2 separate regions of the Hordeum vulgare genome follow, and region 2 is linked to region 1. A link is a contact called in public Hi-C data. All regions are on one chromosome and are shown on one strand. The core of a region is the stretch at or near the end of the contact, and the rest is flanking DNA. Distances in the headings are between cores, read along the strand shown. Region 1 holds the start of LOC123426809 (ruBisCO large subunit-binding protein subunit beta, chloroplastic-like). Region 2 holds the start of LOC123430326 (E3 ubiquitin-protein ligase EL5-like).

Region 1 (5,417 bases), core at 1,963-4,462:
ATTGATCTCATCAAAATATAAGAGGAAGAGCAAAAGTTAAAAGTTATTAGTTTTTCTTTGACCAAGAAACATGTTTGCCATGGTTGGATGAGTTTCCTTAGCCCTACTTTTGATTGTAATTAATATTACTCTTTCATATGAACCTTATGAGTTGAGATTGCTGTTGAGAATGGTTGAGTTTAGTAGAGAAATGATGATGCTTCTTGTCTGTATTCTTATTTATCGACACTTCACTCTCTAAACTTGTGGATAGGTTTACCGAGCTCAGTATTCGCTTGGGGACAAGCGAGGTCTAAGCTTGGGGGAGTTGATACGTCCAAAATGCATCACTATTTTGTATCATAATTTGTCTCTATTCATTGATATATTTCACAATATGATGTTGTTCTTATAGTGTTTTGGCTTATTTTACACAGGTACAACTTTCCGGTGCCGAAACAGCAGACGCAGGATTCAGCGGAGAAAATAGCATGAAGAGTTGCCATATCAGAACATCTCCAACTGCGCTGAAATTTACGGGGAAGAAGTTTCCGAACGAATCACAAAGACATGCCGAAGAAGGGTCGGAGGGGGGCCACCAGGCACCCAGGCGACCCGGTGGCACGGGTCACCCCTAGGTCGCGCCCAAAGGCCGCCTGGGTGGTGGGTCCCGCCTCCGGTGCCCTCCTTTGGCCTATATGACCCTCGTGACCTAAAAGTTACGGGGACAAAAGAGTTTTCGCACTTTCGCCGCCACTCCACGGCAAAAACCTACACAGAAGAAAAGACCTTTTCGGCGGGAAGATTCCATTGGGAAAACTCCTCCTGGAAGGGGAGATCGTCCTCATCGTCATCACCATCGTCACGGGCATCATCGAGATCATCATCACCATCACCCTCAACACCATCTCCATCTTCACCCCATCTCACTTTACCATTGCAATCGGAGTTGTACCTTCCACTATTCATCCCCTTTACTCTACCGGTGTTGATTACTCTTTTGTGGTGAATGTTATTGAGTATTGTTGGAGAATTATTTTTATGACCAGATTGTTCATCATATTTTCATCCCCTCTGATCATGATCTCTTTTATTTCTTGTGAGTAGTTACTTTAGTTCTTGAGGACATGGGAGAAGTCTAGTTGCTAGTAGTCATATGATGTTGAAGTAATATGTGTTGATTGATATTTAAGTTATGGTGTTATTCTTATAGTGTTGTTATGTGAACGTCGACTATATAACACTTCACCTTTTTAAGGGTCTAGGAGAATGCATCGTGTATAAAGAATGCTTATGGTGGGTTGCCGGAGTGACAAAAACCTGAACCCAGTTCGCATGCTTTTGCACGAGGGAGTGTTGGATCCTAAAGCTTATTGCTATGGTTAGGCTTTGCCTTAATTTCTCTCTTGTATTTGCGGATGCTTGCAAGGAGTTTAATCATAAGAGTGTACTTGCCTTAGCCTAGACGGTGCACTAGTTAAGATCCACCCACATAACTCTTATCAATACAAAACATAGTACTAGACGGAATATGGCGAAATCACTTGACTGTCTCTCCCATATGTCCTCAAGAACGCCTTAGTCTTTATAAGTTTAGTCCCCCGGCTTATCCTTTGTGTTCAAAAGGATTGGGCCATTTGCTGCACCTCAGCAACACTTTCCCTGCATTTATTTCCTTGTTGCTTATACAAGAAAACCCATAAAAAGTTACCTTTTAGTACTTGCAGTTATTCCTTGTTCAAGATCACTTGTCAGTACCTTCTGCTCCTCGTTGGGTTCGGCACTCTTACTTATCGAAAAGGCTACGATAGATCCCTTACACTTGTGGGTCATCAGTATGCCACCTCAACCTCCACCTCCTGGTCCTCTTCGCGCATGACGGTGGACGGGAGCGGTCCAACTACCACGTAGCGGACGCCACGCCGGCGCTGCTCCTCGTGCTCCCATGCGAACCAGTCATACTAGTCGGGGGAGTCTGAAGCGTAGACGGGGCTGCGCTGCTACTCTGACGTCAGTTGCCCCCGACGGCGCCTCAACTCCTCTGCATGCGCCCGCGCCGATCGCGGCACCGCTCGCACTCGGATCCTCTCCGGATCCAAGTGCCACTCCCGCGGCAGCGTGATATCGGGGTAGGGGACGCGGTGCTCCCAGTGCCACCTCGTGTGGTGCACTGGCACGCTGACCCGCTGGCAAGGCGGACGGGAAGACGCCGGCGCGCAGACAGGGACGGCGGGGGACTTGCCCTTGTCTTTCACGGAGAAGAACCCCATGATGGTGGTGGCTAGGGTTTGCCGTCGGCGGGGGAGCAGGGGTAGCTCGATGGGGACGGGGACGACTTCTAGAAGAGGATGAGGTCGCGCCCCCGCACGCTCGGATTAAAAAGGACGCCCATGGGTTGCTGACGTGTGGGCCGGCGGTGAACGAACGTCGTTAATAAAGACGACGTCGGCTTTGACCCGGCGCCACATGTGGATGAGCACGGAGGTACGCGCCGTGTCCGCATCGATGCATTTCAGGCGCAATTTTGGATCGGAAATGAATCCGCTCGGAGACGTTTTGAGTTTGGGTCTGTGCATTGGACCTTCATTTTTTGTTCGCGCCCTTCCAAACGGACGCGGGCGGACGTTTTGGGGCCCTTCATTGGAGTTGCTCTTACATCGAAACTACATTATGAAATAGAGTGAGTATCATTTTTACGGACCGGTTGGTTGCTTAATCTGCCAGAGATACTCTAATATGGCATATACAAGGTTGTTCCGCAAATTCGCCTGCATTTGCCGTGCAAATCGAAAGCAAACCTGTTGGAGCCGGGGCAGGGCGCCGGGGGGCTTGCGCCGGAGTCCGCCTGGTCCATCACAAGCCACCGCATGTCCACGCCCACTGCTGTTTTGACGGAAGGAGAACAACTACTCCCTCCGTTTCAAAATAACCATCTTAAGCTTAGTACAATTTTGTATTAGAGCTAGTACAAACTCAAGACAGTTATTTTGGAACGGCCGGAGTACCTGATTAAATCATCCTATTTGGCGGAAGAAGGTTGATTTTAGCTATTCCTCAGCCGCAACAACTGCTGCCTCGCCGTCCTCGCCGTCGCCCTTTTGGCGGGACCGGGACGCCGAGACTGGCAGACTAGATATTTCTTTCAAGCACGGTTTTGGCGCGACGCAACCGCGTATCCACGGCCTTCCTCCCAGCAACAGCGAGCCTTATCGCCCCTCCACCTCTCCAACCTCTCACCTCTGCACAGAGAAGCAGCATGTCGAGGATGCCGCTCCCTCCGTCCCCTCCCCCCTCCCTCTCCAGCAAGGCCCCCACCCTTCCCTTCTCCCCCAAGAAGACGCCGCCGATGCCCGTCTACAAGGACCTGCACTTCAACAAGGACCTCTCCGCCACCAAGAAGTTGCAGGTAACGCAGCAACTTGCCTCGTCATCGAATTAACTCGTGATGCGTTCTGAATTTAGCTTCTTGCAGGCTGGTGTGGACTTGGTGGCGCGGCTGGTGGGGGTGACCCTCGGTCCCAAGGGGAGGAATGTGGTGCTCGCCAACAAGTATGGCCCTCCCAAGATCGTCAACGATGGGGAGACGGTCCTCAAGGAGGTAATCCCGTTGCTCTTCAAATTCAGTATATGTTCTTGCGATGTCTATACATTCCCTTTCTCGAAAAAATCTTCTTGCAATGTCTGGGTCCTTTTCAATCTTTTGGAGTGATTGGAATCTTCAGTAAACTCATTTCTTTTTTCTACTGGATTCTACAAGATCGAATTGGAGGACCCGCTGGAAAATCTTGGAGTTAAATTAGTCAGACAGGCCGGCGCCAGGACGAACGATATTGCCGGCGATGGGTGTACCACTTCTATAATCCTTGCTCAAGGCCTGATTGCTGAAGGAATGAAGGTATGCTGATACAGAATCACACTAGTCCTCTATTTTTCTTGGTTCGAAAAGGCGCCAAGAGAAGTTTCTGCTATAATGAAGAGTGACGCAAAGAATTCTGAAACCTAAACCTGCATCTGAATATTTTCAAAAAGTAGGTTCTTGCTGCTGGAATGAATCCGGTTCAAATTGCGCGTGGCATTGGGAGGACTGCTGATGCTTTGGTTTCTGAACTCAAGTTGATGTCACGGGAGGTATGGTTTATCAGTTAATCTATGACTATGAATGTTTCTGTATGTTCTTAATGAAGATATCGTAACGTTTTGTAAATTGCTGCCTTCTAGATTGAAGATCATGAAATAGCACACGTGGCTGCAGTTAGTGCCGGAAATGATTACGCTGTCGGAAACATGATTTCTGATGCTTTTAAAAGAGTAGGCAGGGAAGGCATGGTTAGAATTGAAAACGGGAGAAGCACTGTAAACAGTTTGGAGGTTGTCGAAGGAATGCAGTTTGAACGTGGTTACCTCTCACCTTTCTTTGTCACCAATCATGCAAATATGTCCGCGGAGTACACTGACTGTAAGGTAGTGCAGATATCTCCATCATGTCTTCCCAGGCCACTGCATCAGAAGATGCACACACATCACTCTGCTGGATAATTTCAAGTGTTCTGTTTTGTCTTTTGTAGATCCTGTTGGTTGACAAGATAATTTCTGATCCAAGGGAACTTTTAAAGGTGTGCTTTAGTGCTGTAAAAGAAGATTTCCCGTTGTTAATAATTGCCGAGGATGTCGAAGAAGAAGCATTGGCTACTTTGACGAGAAACAAGCTATCAGGGATGATCAAAGTGGCAGCAATTAAGGCCCCTTCTTTTGGTGAACAAAAAACCCAATGCTTGGAAGACATTGCAATCATAACAGGAGGTACATAACTGGTTCACGAAATCAACAGATGCAACTTCAGTCATCAACATCTCTTGTTGGTTTTCAGGTACAGTAGTGAGCGATGACATGGGATACACGCTAGCAGAGGCAGGGAAAGAGTTCTTAGGCTCTGCTTCTAAAGTGGTAGTCAAGAAAGATTCAACACTAATTGTTACTGATGGAAGCACCCTTCACGCAGTTGAGAAAAGGGTTGCTCAAATAAAAGGCCAAGTTGAGGTATAGTTAGCCCAATAGTTTGATGCAAAACATGGAATAGTTCATGTGACATTTTATATGTACGTACCGGAGAAACTGCAGTTAAAGCTTCCTGAAGTTACCATGGACCTATGAATATGGTCAATCTTAATGCGGTCATATTTTTCATTTCTTATTTCCAGAACTCAAAGGAGAGGTACCAGAAAAAGATACTGGGTGAGAGGATTGCAAGGCTATCTGGTGCAATTGCAATCATTCAGGTCATCAGGTGTCACAAGTATTTTTTAGCTAACTAAACAAAACTTTTTGCAACTACTCCCTCCGTTCCTAAATATAAGTCTTTGTAGAGATTTCACTAGTAGACTACATACGGATGTATATAGACATACTTTAGAGTATAGATTCAATCATTTTGCTCCGTA
Region 2 (5,417 bases), core at 1,775-4,274, 180 kb before region 1:
TAGTAATACACAATAACTTTTTTTACAACTACAAGTTTTACATTTTTAATGGAAATATAAATTTTTAACCCACAGAAACATGTTTTCAAATTGTATAAGCATTTTTAAAATGTCACGAACATGTTTTTGAATTGTTTTTATTTTTTGTTGAATGTATCAGATATTTTTAATGGTACAAATATATTTTTAAACAGTAACTAACATTTTTTTAAATTGCATTTTTAATTTGAAAAGGTAAGGAAAACATTTTTGAAAGTCTTGGACCCCTTTTTATATGGTAGGTACATTGTGTTCTAGGCATGAAACACTATTTTGAATTTTATAACTTATTTTATATATTATTTGAACATATTTTTGGAATGGACATTTTCTATACACATAACATTTTTAATATAACAAACATTTTTATTTACACGTTTAACATTTCTAAATTCATGATTAACATTTTTAAAGTTTAATCTAAATTTATTTTGTATTGTACATATTTAAGATATTAGGAAATATAAAAAGAAAGTACAAAACTGAAAATAAATATGTGAAAAAAATCCATAAAACATGCGTAATATTCAACATGGTCGGACAACTAGTTACTGGGCCAACCCTGTTCTGCTCTTCATAGGCATCACAGCAGGCGACACGTAGCTAGGGATGGCACCCGTCAGGTTTGGGTACGGATGGAATCACCACATACACTTATCCATCGCTCTAAACTTTATCCATCACCCGTATCCATATTCTCCGCCGGATACAATTTCTTCATACCCATCACCAATTAGGGTAAATGGGTACCCACAGGCAAAATTACACAAATTTGAAACACGTCAATTTGAGTATTTCATAGTCATAATAAAAACCTATAATAATAATTTATAAACCACAACACTCCATGACACAAGCACATAGTCATAAACCGCAAGACATTCTAGAGGTTAGCTAGTTGCGAGATTTATCCTCATATAATACGTTCTATACGTGGAAAAAGAATATTAAAGGCCTATTTTCTAGATTATATGCGGGTACATGGATACATGTGTATGGTACCTGGGCATGGGCAGCCCGGCCCGGCCGGCCCGAAAATCCCGGGCCAGGTCGGGCCTATTTGTCCCATCGGGCCAGGCTCGGGCCGGAAAGTTGAGCCCGATGGTCAGTTCAGGCCGGGCTCGGACCTAAAAAAAATATATGTCGCGGCCAGGTCAGACCTGTCGGGCCTAGTCAGGCTTTTTTGGTTCGGGTCGGGCTTGGGCCCAAAATTTAGGCCCAGCGGCCAGGTCGGGCTGGGCTTGGGCTTGGGTTTTTAGCGTCCATTTTTTTTGGCCCGGCCCGAGTAATGCCTAGGTAGAGGTATGGGTTATAATTTTTTTCCATTTATATATTCATGGGTATTTTTTAAACCGGCACCTTTGCCTTAAAGGGATTTTTACCCTAGGTAATAGATATTATTGCCATCCCTACACATAGCTGCACCGTTAGAAAATACTCCCTCCGTTCCTAAATATAAGTCTTTGTAGAGATTTCATTAATGGACTACATACGGATGTATATAGACATACTTTAGAGTGTACATTCAACCATTTTGCTTCGTATGTAGACATCTAGTAAAATCGTTTAAAAGACTTATATTTAGGAACAGAGGGAGTATAAGCTAATTAATGGACGCCCTCATTTCTCTCTGAAGCGGGGCAAAATTCGGTTTCGAGAGATCCCGTTTTATAAAATAGAAGTATTTGGTAAACATGAAGGACAAACCATGAGGTGTCACAAAGTAAGACCAAAAAACTGTTTGTCCGGAGAGTCAGACTCAAGTCCCTGATATTAAATCGGAAATATTATATGACTGGCTTTTGCTGGTAGAGCATGTCGTTTCCAACGTTTTTCCACAGTTTTATTTGTATCGGGGATGATGATTTTTTCAGAGCAACATGACATTTTCCGGGAGGATTACAGATTTGAGTCTTTTTTTTTATAAAGAAACAGACATGTTAGGCTGAAGAAACAGCCACCTTTCGACCAACTAAAAATATCATCAAAATGTTGGTAAATGCCACTCCCTTTCAACGAACGTCGAAGACGGTCCTTCTTCAAAGTCCAACGTATCTTCGGTCCCTACGGGTCGAAATTGCGAGCAGCAACACCAAGAGTGCCGTCGGTGTGAGCACGACCAGTGGCTGGGTGGCAAGAACTAGCACTGCTACTTGCACCCACCTCACGAATTCCTCTGCTCCACAGCCTCTTAATCGACCTCACCCTTGCCAAACCCTGCGACTTCCCGGCGTCACCATCACGCGGCGCCAACTCCGATTCCGTGGCCTCCGGGACCTCGATAACGATCGCCGCCGCTGCTCCACCAGACGAACTCGGGCCGCCGAGTGTTCTTCCAGTCGTGACCGGGTCCGGGGATCCCCAGAACAGCACGTTGGTCGGCAGGTTTGTGGTGTAATTCGCCGGTTCATGGCGCACCGGAGGTAGAGTCAGCGGCAAGGCGTCCGGCTTGTCGACGTCGACGCGGCAGAGCGGGCAGGTGGGGTGGGAATGCAGCCACAGGTCGACGCACTCGGCGTGGAAGCCGTGCCCGCACTTGGGCAAGAACCTGGCCGCCTCGCCGTCGGACAGCTCGGCGAGGCAGACGGCGCACTCAAGTGCATCCGCGAAATCCTTGGCACGGTACAGCGTCACCGGCAGCGCCCGCAGCACCACCGGATCAACGCCTTGTGCGACGCCGGAAGCAGAAGCTGCGCCAACGCGGAGGCTCGGACTGCCCCTCTCCGTCCCGGTCCCATCCCGAACGCCGCGGCGACTGACGGTGAGGTAGTGGTAAAGAACGAAGGCGAGGGCGAGGCCGAGGAAGAGGACGGCGACAGCGGAGAAGATGACGTCGCCGTCGACTGCCGTGGTGGGAGCCTGTTCACTGGGAAGAACGCGGCCCGCGTCGTCCCCGGGCAACGATGACATGTTGAAGCGGCGCCTCCGCACTTGGTCGTGAGCAGTGAGCTTCGTCTATGTACCTAGTGTGGCCCGCTATGATTTATGAGCTTGGTCTCTCAATACTGTTCTGTTTTGTTGGAGAGGGTTTGGTAGTGGTACATGGACCGACCTGGTGGAGTTGGTGTGTTGGCGTGGGTGAAGATTAGTGGTTGAGTTGAGCTGATGACATATAGACATATTATTCTACCAATTAAATCCCCTAAAAGACCAATTGAACTATAAAAAAAACTACATTTACTCGTCGCTAGTGCTCAGATTAAGGATCTTGTACCATTTTCGGGGGGTTAAAAGAATTGAGAAGTGCTTCCGTATACCTCCCAACAAAATGTACAAGGACATAATGGTCATACGAAAAGAAATGTATACCCACCTCTCGTATCGTAGGCGTACATCCTTCCCCCACAAAATTAAAAAAAAACCACTCCACCATCGAGCCCGCGTAGAGGCAAAACAATCGTGATCGATCCGGCTTGCCGCCCGGCGATCACGCGGCTGCTGATCTGGATCGTCGTGGGGTCGCGTGAAGTGTGGATGACCGCCGTCGCTGGCGCCTCGTTGCAACCCGTCGTCTTCCCCGTCGACGCCGCGCCCGCGCCCGACGCCTGTAACCACCCAGAGTTCTCGGGGTCGCCATTTTCTGCATCGACGCCGCGCGCCCCCGCCGCCTATAAGCACCCCGATCTCCCACGCCGCCCGTTCCAATCCCGTCGTGTCTCACGCCGCGGTCAACGGTTGCTGAAGCGACCGGCCACGTCTTGGACGTCGTCGTTTTCCGCATCTACGCCGTGTCCGCCGCGTGTAACCCTACCGACGTCCCACGCCGCCTCTAACCGTCCCGACGTCCAACGCCGGCCACCACACTCGTCCAACGCCGACAGTGACCGCACTTGTCCTCCGTCGTAGACCCGTTCGGTAATCCCGCAGGTGGATTTGTCGTCTTCCACGCCGTCGCCGTCATGAATCACACCGGAGACGTTGACACCGCCGCACAAGGTTTGTCATCTAACCCTTGTACCACGTATGGAAATGCTCACAGGTTAAATGTTGCAATTTTTGCATGAGATTATTCATCTGTATGACCCACTGTATGAACCTAGAATTTAACATGGGCTAATGTGTTTGTCAATGATGTGCAATGTTGGTACTCTCGTGTGTTTACATGGACGAAGAAACCTCATTTACGATCGATGATAGTGGTACGAATAAGGTCAGTCAGACCGATGACGATCCTAGTAATGAAGATGATGACAACAACGATAACGAATCTTGGTCATCATATGATATCTTACCTTCAGAGGATTTTGAAAATAATGAACATGATGCACACAGTGAAAACGTATGTGAAGTCTATTTAATTTCATTTTTCAACAGGCAGAGTATTGTATGTGTAATTATTTATCTGTTTTTTAATTTATAGGAAGATGTGGACGTTGAGAATGAGCAAAATAATTCTGAGGATTCGGGGGTCGATAACGTGAGCCAGGTTCGTTCAAACATTTTGTACCACACATGGTAGTTTGTAATAGATGATAATAACTGACATAGTTTCATATGTAATTTTGTAGGACTCAGATGGTCCTGATGGTTGTGAAGATGGAGCAAAGATGGACATTGAGGAGGCTCAATACCTGCAGCAGATGTTGGAGACACATTGGAAGGTTATGGCTATGACTTTTCGGTCCCAAGGGGATGCATACATATTCTACAACTCGGCATCAGAAGAGAGAAGGTGAAACGAAGGAAGGGTGATTCAGGAAAAATACGGTTGACACGGTTCGTTTGCTTTAGGGCAGGGAGAAGGCGGAGCAAATTCATAACCAAGGAGGGTCGCATCCGCAGGCTTAGACCTGAGACTCGATGTGAGTGCGGTGCGCATATGGTGGTGTAACTGGACAGGGCATGTGGACTTTGGTTCGTCGCATCATTCATGGGTGATCACAACCAGGTGATGGCTCGAGCCAACGAGGTTCCATTTTTGTGGTTACACAGACCGATTGGAGATGGCACGAGGGCAGAGATACTCGCTATGCAAGGGGCTAGAAGCAGGAAGCATATAATGGTGGACAACTTCATCGGTAGGTATGGTTCGTACGATAAATGCGGACTTGTTAGGTGGGACATGTACAATCTTTGCTGCAGAGATAAAATGAAGCTCATTGCAAAGGGTGATGCTGAGACGGCAGTGGGCATTATGAGGAGCAGAAAGGCAAAGGAGCCAGACTTCTTCGAGTACTTGCTAGATAAGGAAGGGCGATTGAAGAGTATGTTCTGGTGTGATGCATAGTCGTGGAGGGACTATTAGGACTATGGAGATGTGGTTGTGTTTGACATCATGTATAAGATGACCAAATATGGTATGCCGTTCATTCCCTTTGTCGGTCTTAATAACCACCATTGCACAACTATTTTTGGTTGCGCCATTGTTTTTGACGAGA

What was found. A called contact is a pair of places that touch in the nucleus more often than the background predicts.
Region 2: a contact with region 1 is called in a Hi-C map of leaf, with 5 times the contacts expected there. The contact joins the promoter of LOC123430326 here to the promoter of LOC123426809 in region 1. A contact is called at or near these places in 2 of 6 Hi-C or Micro-C datasets (leaf and seedling).

Annotation. Positions count from the first base shown.
Region 1 is chr2H:492,086,930-492,092,346 of MorexV3_pseudomolecules_assembly, reverse strand. LOC123426809 (ruBisCO large subunit-binding protein subunit beta, chloroplastic-like) reads left to right here and starts at 3,212. Exons shown (of 14, transcript XM_045110706.1): 1 at 3,212-3,385; 2 at 3,452-3,577; 3 at 3,737-3,874; 4 at 4,012-4,107; 5 at 4,198-4,440; 6 at 4,545-4,779; 7 at 4,847-5,016; 8 at 5,178-5,255. The coding sequence starts at 3,236.
Region 2 is chr2H:492,266,504-492,271,920 of MorexV3_pseudomolecules_assembly, reverse strand. It overlaps LOC123430326 (E3 ubiquitin-protein ligase EL5-like), which reads right to left and starts at 3,024. Exons shown (of 1, transcript XM_045114192.1): 1 at 1,825-3,024. The coding sequence starts at 2,949. The coding sequence ends at 2,104.